Linked DNA regions of Oryctolagus cuniculus: region 1 is linked to region 2. The links are chromatin contacts, called in public Hi-C maps. All regions are on one chromosome and are shown on one strand. The core of a region is the stretch at or near the end of the contact, and the rest is flanking DNA. Distances in the headings are between cores, read along the strand shown.

The links. A called contact is a pair of places that touch in the nucleus more often than the background predicts.
Region 1: a contact with region 2 is called in a Hi-C map of skin fibroblasts, with 2.1 times the contacts expected there. The contact joins the promoter of MYO10 here to the enhancer-like site in region 2. A contact is called at or near these places in 4 of 6 Hi-C or Micro-C datasets (ear pinna, embryonic fibroblasts, skin fibroblasts and 1 more).

The regions. Positions count from the first base shown.
Region 1 is chr14:46,041,448-46,046,598 of mOryCun1.1, forward strand. MYO10 (myosin X) reads right to left here and starts at 3,610. Exons shown (of 39, transcript XM_070056609.1): 1 at 3,149-3,610. The coding sequence starts at 3,169.
Region 2 is chr14:45,934,161-45,939,754 of mOryCun1.1, forward strand. All of the region lies in intron 3 of MYO10 (myosin X), which reads right to left. Among named protein-coding and RNA genes, the nearest start is that of MYO10, 110 kb to the right of the region's middle. Within about 2 kb of position 3,236, at least 2 of the 8 cell types and tissues checked have an H3K27ac peak or open chromatin away from gene starts, as enhancers often do. A contact at or near this core is called in ear pinna, where this site is marked.

The DNA of each region.
Region 1 (5,151 bases), core at 2,360-4,859, 110 kb after region 2:
GGCGGCTGTTTCCACTGAACATCTTCAGAGCTGAGTCTGTTCCAATGCAGAGTGAGCTGGCTAGAAGAAACAGTCCATCGAGCACATTTTCCACTAACCATTTATCCCTTAAGGCATTAATACCTGCTTTCTATATTTGTATTTATGACTGTCTAACTTGTGTACATTTTGTGCGGAAAACCAAAGTGCTCATTTATGGCTCAAAAGATCTTGTGCTTAAACAGCCACTATGCCACACCTACGCCAAAAACAGAAAACAGCAGAGTCAAGTTCAAGTTCATCCGGTACTTACCGGCCCCCACTGTATTCTGGGCACTGTACTCTTGGCCCTGGAACATAGAAACAGGACCATGTGCAAGCATCAACAAGTGTGCACAGTAGTCTTGCCACTCTGCTGGCTAAGCCTTTTCTGTTTGCCTTTTTTTTTATTATTATTCCTTCTGCTTACAGACAAACCTAAACTTAGTTTTGGGGCCGAAGTAAACTTTTTAACAACTTACCTACAAAATGCTGAAAAAACAAGCCTCTCCCCTGAAGTGCACACACAACTAGCACAGGAGAAGCCATAAAAATCTAATGAAGGCCATGCAGAAACTGAAACCGGATTGGGGAGTCCGCCGTGCCATCTCTCCAATCCTGGAGCACATTTTGAAACAGCAGCCGCCGCCGCCGCTGACTGGCACACACCGCGCCAGCGCCCGGCCAGCAGCAGCAAGACGCCTGATCCTGCCTCAGGGAGGCATGCACTGACAAGAAGGCCGCGTCTGCAACTCATACAGGAATGAACACAGGCAGCAACTGCTTCGTGGGTCTCACCCACGAGTGACTCTGCTCGGGTGGCTCGTTCAGCAACCTCGCTGGGTTGTCATACTTGGGGGAGGGAGCTGGGGTTACTGTCATCTGGTGAGTACTGGCCAGCAGTGCTGCTCAAAACCTTACAGTGCACAGGGCAGCCACCAAACAATCACCTGGCCCAAAATGTCAGCGGCACCTGGTTTGAGAAACACTGCTCTAGCTCTGACACAGCAGCCGGGAATCACAAATACCTGCATTTCCTTATCACTTGGCTATTCATGCATGCAGCATCTCACTCAGTATGACTTTTTTCAATTCTCAGGAGCAGCTTCAAGGGGCTGTCCAACAAGCAACAAGTTGTCATGCCTTACCCACAATGGGAAAAGTTAACAATGAACCTCTGGTCACTGCTTAGCACAAGAAAGCCACACAAGCAAACTGTCCTTGGCAATGTTACTCGCACACTTACTGTATCCACTTGAACAGTACATTACATTTTCTGCACTGGGCAAGTTAACAAAAAATGCCTTTTGAGAGAGAGAGAGGGAGAGAGAGATTGGACCTATGTTAGGATGCATCTCCAATTAACACACCACTGTTTAGCCTCTCAGACTTGCTCCTGTTTCCTTTCTATTCAAAGTGACCATGTCCAGGGGTAGAACTGAGAAGGCAGATGGGAAAATTAACGTGGTAATACCAAGACATCACCAGATTAAAGTCCAACCCTGAATGAATGAAAACTTCTGAGAAATTCCAAAGCCACCGGCAGCCAAGGAAAAGGGCTCTGGATTCTGTAACAAGCTCTCAGTCTCAGGCATGTGTCTTAACAGCTTTAAGATTCTTCATCCAAAAAAACGAAGAGCATGGAGCACATGATGCTTAAAGGATAACTTCAACATTATGTTTATCACTGAAATAAAATACAACAGCCAAGTCTCCTTACTCTGAACCGCACTAAGTGCAAAAACTAGAGTACTTCAAGGTCCCACAGGGGAATGAAAGTGAGGTCAGATGGGCTGTGCAAAGGCAACCGTAGCCCTCAAGTTCCCCCCACTTGCACTAGGGGGCAGAGCTCTTCCCCAGGGCAGCCACAGACCCCAGAGGTCCCCAGGCTTCCAGTGGACTGGAACCCCAACACTCTGTATATAAACTCTGTGTTCTCATCGGATTTTCTAAGGGACTGGGAGCATTAAAGGAGCCAAGCACAGCCACCCTAGAGGCAGAACCTCAGCTTACTTAGAGATGAAAAAGAACATGAGAGCCCGACGGTTTTTCACAAGTGGACAACTTCCATCTCCCAAAAAGTCCAGTGCCTTCTTACATGCGTGGAAACAGAGGCCCATGGACTACAAATGCTAGCAGCTCACAGTTACATGCACTTCTCTGAAGAAAGTAAGGATAAGCACTGATGGAGGTACATTTCCCAGTCAACACTGGAGGCACCACTTTGAAAAATGAAATATCGCTACTGCATGAGAACATACTGATGACATTGGCCACCATAAGCAGTTGTCTGAGAATGTCATGAAAGCAGAGTGACTTGAAATATTACCTCCAATCAAGTCAAATAAAGCAGGTCCACACCGAGGCAAACCCTCAGCAACTGATTGGCTGGAAGATTCCAAGGCTGTGCTGGATGCACGGAGCACCCACCCCCTGACTTTCCATGAAAATCCATCCGTCTCCCTCAAGTCAACTAAGTTTACTTTGAGCCACTTCAAACCTCAAACTTAAACAGAATTTATTAAATAAACACAACCAAGAAAGGAAAGGGAGCCAAGAAACCAGAGCAACTCTCGATCCCAGGATTTAAAAAAAACAACAAAAAACTTCCCAAGTCAACTTTCAAATAACTCGGTCACCCTAAAAGGAACATCAGCGTGATCTACAAAAACCACCGTGTGCCCTAAAGGAAGTTGCTTGAAAATTCGAACTCCGACTCTGCCAGGGGCCGACAGCACAAACCCTAGATCCGGGGACCCATTCTCTGGAGTCACCCCGACCCCCTGCTCGAGCCCTCGCTGGTGAGCGCAGGATCCGGACCGCAAGGTCCGAGCCGGCTCCTCGGGAGCGCTCCGCACCCGCACAGGAAGCCGGCACGTTCCGCAGAGGAAATGCCAGAGCAGACCTTTCCCGGAGACAGGCACGTCCCCGCGGAGCACTCCCGGGCTTCCAGCCCCCCGGCGTCGGGGGCCAACTGCCCGACCCGGGCCCCCAAGGACCGGCCGCCCGCGCATGGGGAGCGCCCCTGCGGGCGCGCGGGGCGAACCGAAACCTGCCCCGCTTACTCATCACCGCAGGCTCGGGGCTGTGTGTTGGGGGAGAGGCTCCCAGGCCGGCCGGGCGCACTCACCTCGGGGAAGAAGTTGTCCATCGTGGCGGGCACTCCACGCTCGCCCGCGCCGCGGCAGGTCCGGGGACACCGTGCGTGTCACGGCGCGGACGCCAGCCACGCCAGAGCGCGGGGCTGCCCCGCAGCCATGGCCAGACCCCCGTCCTCGAAGTCCTCCCCCTTTTGTTCGCCCAGACCCAAGTCCCTAACTCATCCGTCTCCACCGCAGCCTTTGTCTCTGCTTCCTCCGAGTTTCTCACTTCTGGACGGAGCGCTCGCGGGCCGGGAACAGCTGGTGGCACATTCCTTCCCCCCCGCCCCGAGCTGGGGGAGGGCGTCGGGGAGCTGGCGAGCGCGCCCCCTTCCCGGGCACTCCGGCCGGCCACAAAGCGAGCCTGAGGCCGTCTCCCCGCGCGGGCGCGCCGCGGTGAGCAGTCGGGCGCCGGGCTCAGGCGGCTCACGCCCGCACCGAGACTCGCGGACGGCAGCGCGGCCCCGCCCACGCGCCAGGCCCCGCCCCTCCAGGAGCCCGGGCCTTCAGCCAACCGCGCCCCGCGCTGCTCCTCGGCCGGCCCCGCCTCCCGCTCAGGCCCCGCCCACCCGGCTCCTCCGGCCCTCAAGGCTGGGCGGCTGCCGGGGCCCCCTCGCACCTCTCCACCTGGCCGTGGGTGGGAGGTTGCTCTGCTGTGGTGGAGACCGGAACAGTCACCTAGCCGGGGCTGGGGTGGGGTCCGCAAACCCTGGGAGCGAGTGAGCGCGCACCTCGGGTAACTCGGCTCGGGACGCCGGAGGTTCCCGTGGAAGGAAGCGCGCGCCGCGGCGTCGCCGGCGCCTGAGGAGAACGCGCCTGAGGAGAGTTTCCGGAAGCCGGCTTCCCGTGCGGAGTTTTCTGTCTCCTGCACTTAGGTTCGCAGCCCCTTTTCATAATGCGAGGAAGTGTGGTTTTGTAAACTGGAAGAGGACGTGGCCAGGAGCAGCACCCCTCAAAAAGCAACCCTTGTTCTGGACCTAAAGGAAACAGATGGGGAGGTGAACGAGCCGACTGCCTGGCGCCGCGTCCGGCTTCCCCGAGCCTGTCCGGGGACTCACCTGGGCTGCGGTGGAGCCCGGCAAGGTGGGCCCTGATGGCGCCTGGCCCGAGGCTGAGCTAGAGCCCGTGGGTGACGAGTTAGGAGAAAGGTGACGTGGCCAGGCCGCGGGTACGAGGCGGCCCAGGTATGGTCACCCGCGCACCTGGCACAAAAGCACTGGTACCCGGCGCGCTGCGGACAAAGATGACCGGATCTTCCCCACGAAGGGGCGTGGGAGGCTGTCTCTAGGGAACCTGCCAGCGGCCACTCAACCTTTAAAACAGCTCGGAAACCCGAGCCGCTCCCCTCACTCCATTCCAAGCCGTCTTAATGCACCTGCGCCACCACCCCGTTAGGTGCCCGCTTTTGGGGGGGTTATCTGAAGACGCTTGAGGAGAATGAAGCATGTTGTCTTCTCCGTCGGGAGTATAGAAGCTCATTGCTGCTTTAAAGTGTGCATCTTCAGCCTGTGTCAGAATGAGTGAAACATTCTTCTGTAATCCTGGCCTGGGCATTCAAGCGTCCTCGTAGCTCATTCCAGAGTAATTCTGTCGCGGCCCCCGGTTGCCTTTGGAAAGAGGCAGAGTGTTAGCTAGTTCACGCTGTTATCGTGCTGGGCCATCCCTCTGTTTCACAGGTTTACACACTTAAGGCTCGAAGCCACTAGAGGTGGTGTCCCGGGCTGTCAGGAAAGTTAAGTTGGGACCGAGGTAAACAGCAGCGATCCCAGGCGCCAACCGAAGTGCTTAGTCAAATGAGTCCCGTGGCCACTTAGGTTGAGATACTGGAGCAGAACAATTATAGTCATTATGGTATTAATCTGCACACGTCTCTGCGGGAGAGATTACCAGGGAGTTTGTTCAGGAGAGCGTGTGGCTTTGTTCCCAGCATCAGATGAGCCACCGATGTGTTGGGCAATCCTGGCCATGTCATTTCAAGTCACTTTCCAGTGTA
Region 2 (5,594 bases), core at 1,986-4,485:
GAAAAGGGAAAGTGACCAAGTGACCTCAAATACTTATGGAGTATGCTTACAGATATGGAAAGAGACAAATCTCAACCCAGGAATAACTAAATCGAAACAGCATTGTCACAAGATGCAAGATCCTGAGCCTCAGAGCTACCTTCCTTGAAACACCTCTCACCCCCTTGGGGCCCAAGATGCTGTCAGTAATAATGTTGCATCCTCTGTTGCCTCACATGACAGCCAGATGGAAGTAGTACACAAATTAAGAGTTCATCACTGTTGCTATGGCTAACAAAAATCAAACGAGAAGAGCTTCATCTGACAGCAAAGCTGGATGAAGAGGATCACGTGATCTGAAATATACGAGGGACATGGGTCATTTAAAGTCAGTGTCATGGGGCCGGCGTTGTGGCACCACAGGTAAAGCCATCACCTGTGACGCCAGCATCCCATATGGGCACCAGTTCGTGTCCCAGTGACTTCACTTCTGATCCAGCTTCCTACTAATGGCCTGGGAAAAGTGGTAGAGGATGGCCAAAGTGTTTGGGCCTCTAACACTGATGTGGGAGACCTGGATGAAGCTCCTGGCTTCCACCTGGCCCACCTCTGACCATTACAGCCATCTCGGGAATGAACCAGCAAAAGTTCTGTTTCTTCCCCTCTCTGTAACTTTTTCATATACATAAATCTTTAATAAATAAATAAATAGTCAGTACCATGGCATACTTTCCTAAAGGGAGGAATTGTTCTAAAGTGGGAGCTGTTATCCAGATTTATTTCCCAAACACTATTCCTCTCTCTCCTTCTGTCTCAGTCATCTCAGCTAAATGGGCTACAACTTCCTTCCTGCAGGAGGCAACTTCAGCTTTCAGACCCCTGTATTCAACGGTCCCTTGGGCATCTTCATTGGATGCTTTATAGATGGCTCAAAGTCAACATGACAAGCCTAATCTCCCTAAAACACCTGTTTCTTCTCACACAGTCACATCCTGACAAGTGGCAGCACAGTCTACCCAACTGGGTAATCCAATCATCCTATGGAAATTCAGCCTACATGTCCCCAAAACACAGTTAAACTGATTCTACCTCTTAGAATCTTTACTCCAGCTCCCCTGATTGGTAACTATCTAGTTACTGGCCACCTCTCCTCCCAGCCCGCAGCCTATGGCCACAAGCTGTTGTCCTCTACAGCTTTCACAAGCCAACTTGGGCCCCTGCTCACCTTCTCTTGATGGCCCTGACAGGCAGCGGCATGCAACATTCACTCCAATGTCTCCAATGTACCACATCCAATAAATCTAAATCCACCACGCTATTTTCTATCTCTACACTGGGTGATCTCCCGCTAGGAGACCAAATTCCCCAACAAATGCTCAAACCTCAGTGCAACTAATAACTTTGTAGAATTATTTTTCTGACCTTCTCCTCACCTCATTTTTTTTTTAAAGATTTATTTATTTGAAAGTCAGGGGCAGAGAGAGATAGGCCTTCCATCTGCTGGTTCACTCCCCAGATGGCCTCAATGGCTGGAGCTGCGCCGATCCGAAGCCAGGAGCCAATAGCTTCTTCTGGGTCTCCCTCACAAGTGCAGGGGCCCAAGGACTTGGGCCATCCTCAATGCTTTCTTAGGCCATAGCAGAGAGCTGGATTGGAAGTGGAGCAGCTGGGACTCAAAACAGCACCTATACAGGATGCTGGCACTGCAGGAGGCAGCTTTACCTGCTATGCCATGGTGCTGGCCCCTCACCTCATTTTGATGCTCATTCTTTGTGCTCCAGGTAAATAATTTTATCACTCATTGTTGTGCTGCACTGTTACCAATGGTTTGCTTGTTGTCTATCTTCACCAATCAATGAAGTAGCTTTCATTTGTTCACTCTTTCAACAAACAATGACTGTGATAAAGTAACTCTGCATCCTTGGAGTGCACAGCTAACTCAACAAGATACTTCGGGTGCATGTAGTCTGACCACTAATCCGCCAAAGAAATTCATGTTCTGTGTTCTACTGCTCTGCCCACTGTCTTCTGCATAACAAAACTGTTTGCCGGGGCCGATGCTGTGGTGTAGCAGGTAAGGCTGCTGCCTACAGTGCTGGCATCCCATATGGGCGCCTGTTTGAGTCCCGGCTGCTCCACTTCCAATCCAGCTCTCTGCTATGGCCTGGGAAAGCAGCAGAAGATGGCCCAAGTCCTTGGGCCCTTCCACATGTGTGGGAGACCCGGAGGAAGCTCCTAGCTCCTGGCTCCGGATCGGCGCAGCTTCGGCCATTCTGGCCAACTGAGGAGTGAACCAGCGGATGGAGGACCTACCTCTCTCTCTCTCTCTCTCCTCTCTCTCTCTCTCTGCCTCTCCTTCTCTCTCTGTGTAGCTCTGACTTTCAAGTAAATAAATAAATCTCTAAAAAAAAAAATTGTTTGCCACAGTCCAGTGAAACACATTTTTAAACAATTTTAAAAAATGCCAAGCATTCAAGTTTGCTGCAAAGAAAACTAGATCACAACAGATAATTCCTCCAGTTCAATTTCTGATTCAAATTCTCTCCTTGTTGAAAGTAACTGGAACCAATGGAGAGTCAGGAAAGAAAAGAAATCATAAAAACAAAGCTCCTAACTGCCACTATCATGTGCTGATGTGGAAGTGGTCACTCAAGAACATGAACAGTTGGTAAAATTTTAAAAATACATATAGTCAGACAGATGGTTACAATCATCTTTTGGCAACATGAGTCTTGATTTCTTCCTTTTTTTAAAAAAAAAGCCAACAAACAAGGAACCTCTGACAATCCACACTGTACTCAGCTGTTCCCAACCAGGGTCACATGCCAAGACTGTGCTACCCATCCGGACTTCAGGCCATCCCAAATCCATGAGAGCCAGGCACTGTTACTTGACACTGGCCTTGGAAAGAGAGGGAAATGAAAGAAAGAAAGAAAAAAAGCCTCCTCTGGGAAACCTCAAGTCAAAAAACTGAAACACAGACTTCAATTTGCCTGTCCCCAAACAGGACCCACACAGCAGGGGCTGCCCGGTCACCACACTGCAGGTGGCTATGCCTTCCTGGCAGGTGAACTCGGCTCAGGCCTATGGCAAGCACAAGCTTCTTCACTGGCTGGGGCTTGCTAAACAGAAGCCGGCTTCAAAGTTAATTCAGGAACAACAGCAAACACATTTACAGATTGGGGCTGGAATGTCACCCAACCAGAGGAGGCTATTTTTGAAGAGCCTAAAAATACGTTAGCTGTGAAGCATCTTCTGTACCTTCTGAAGCAAGTATCTTTAGACACAACCTCATTGCTTAAAATGAGCTTGTTTGATTCTGATCCCTTTACTGCTTGTTCCACAAGACCAACAAATTAGCCCTGGGGCTGGGTGGACATGGGAGGGCTTCCTCTGGAGCCAGCCTCCACGCCACAATTGCAGGCGAGCTCTGAATTTGCTGTGCCTCTCCCATCATGTGGTCTGCGGCCGTTCCTGGAGGCTGGGAAAGGAGTCTCCTCCGTGCAGCTAACCCAGAGCCTGACAAAACCCCTACGGTGGAGCGGATGGGCTTCTCTTCAATTCAGCACAGAACTAAACTGCCACACCCCAGAGTTCGGCAGTCCCAGGAGCAGGCACACAGCTTAACTTCCAGCACAGCAGAAACCTCAGCAGCTCTTGACGGCACTGGGCTTAGTGTCTGGGGGTAGAACAATCTGAGCTGATGCAGGCCAGGGAGCACAGCCAGACAGGCATCCCAAACTCTATGCATCTTCCCACTTTGCTCAAGGAGCTGCCAGGTGTGTCAGTGGGGGTCTTCACAGACAAGAGACTTGACAAACCTCCCTCCCTCACCTGTCTCCCACGCTCCTCTTATTTGTCCCCTCCCTCACTGCCTTCTTCCCCACTCTAAAACCTTCAGGCCAGTGCTGTGCTCACTTGGTTAATCCTCCGCCTGCGGCAGCGGCATCCCAAATGAGTGTCAGGTTCTAGTTCCGCTTGCTCCTCTTCCAGTCTAGCTCTCTGCTGTGGCCCGGGAGGGCAGTGGAGGATGGCCCAAGTGCTTGGGCTCCTGCACCCGCATGGGAGACCAGGAAGAAGCACCTGGCTCCTGGCTTTGGATCAGCGCAGTGCTGGCTGTAGCGGCTATTTGGGGAGTGAATCAACAGAGGGAAAACCTTTCTCTCTGTCTCTCTCTCTCTCTCTCACTGTCTATGACTCTGCCTGTCAAAAAAAAAAAAAAAAAAAAAAACCAAAACCTTCATGTCATCACCACTAACTTGTCCCCTCCCTGCTCCCTAGCACTTCCTAGCAACTGTCCCAATATTTCTCTCTTCACAGAGATTCAGCCATGGCACTACTGACATCTTGGGCTAGGCAATTCTTTCTTGGGGGACTGTCCTGAGCACCAGGTGGTGTTGCGCAGCAGCCCTGGCCTCTGCTCACTGGACATCATGAGTCTCCTGCCCCTAACTAACTAAGACAACCTCCTGCTATTGCCAGTTGTCACCTGGGGGCAGAAAATCTTGACTGAGAACAAATGCTGGAGGATTTCCTAAGCCCGACCTGCCCATTCGTTCTGAACTTGCTTTCCCCAGCACTTCTGCCATAAGCCATTTAGCAAGGCCTGCCAGCAAACTCACTCTCATCTCTCTGTCTTCCTGTGCAGTGCCCACCAGCTTTTCCTTCTAACTCTTATCCCTCCTCTGCATGGTCTTTCTTGACACCCCCTCCACAGCCAACTCAGGTTTCCTGACCCACCTTCAGGTTCCTCCTCCCTATCTCTTATCTTTTGGCACCACAACATACTGGCACTTCATCTTCTTAAGTCTTTAGAAGCTTGCAGGTGAGGGTACTTGAGGTGTCCTTCCCCACCCCCATCCGCTGCAGCAGAAAGTACACAACCAACAGGTTTAGGACAGAAGCCTGAGTTTCTGGTTGGGGGCTGCAGGCTGGGATGCTGAGTAGGGCTGTAGTCTGGGAAGCCAGCAGAGGATGGCAAAAGTTCAGACAGCAAAAGCCTGGAACTCCAAGAAGGCAATCCAGCAGCAAGGCCTCATACAGGAAATTACGGAGAGAGGAATACAGGCCCAATCAGGGTATTGGACTCAAACAGGACCAGCAGCAAGGCTAGAGCCATACAGACCCAGAGACATTGCCATAAAGTCTGCACTTCTGCCCCTCAAGAGCATGCAAGGGGCAGGGATTCAGCCACAGAACAGGGAAGGGGCCCAAGGTAAGGCTCAGGAGTGGAACCCAAACTGTGTCATCCCCACAAGCTGGAACTCTACAAGAAACTCCCAGTGGTTCAAGGCTCCATGCAGTGAGCTGGCCTTGATTTTTTTTCCCTATGAGATTTCCCCATGGCCAAACTGCAAGCTTCCAGGCTCAGGAAGATGCTGTAAACCACTTCCAAATGCCCCTCAATATGGCGCCAAGTCGAACACAGAAACTTTTGAAATAAGTGTGTGTGTGTGGGTATGAGATGAACAAGGTGGACAGAAAGACACAAAAGGCTGAAGTTTCTAACGTTTTCACATGTTCAGAAGCAGCCCTGCCCTGCCAGGTAAGGGGATTGTGCTGACTTGAAAAAGCATACATTAAAAACCTGACACTGTGGCACAGTGGGTAAAGTT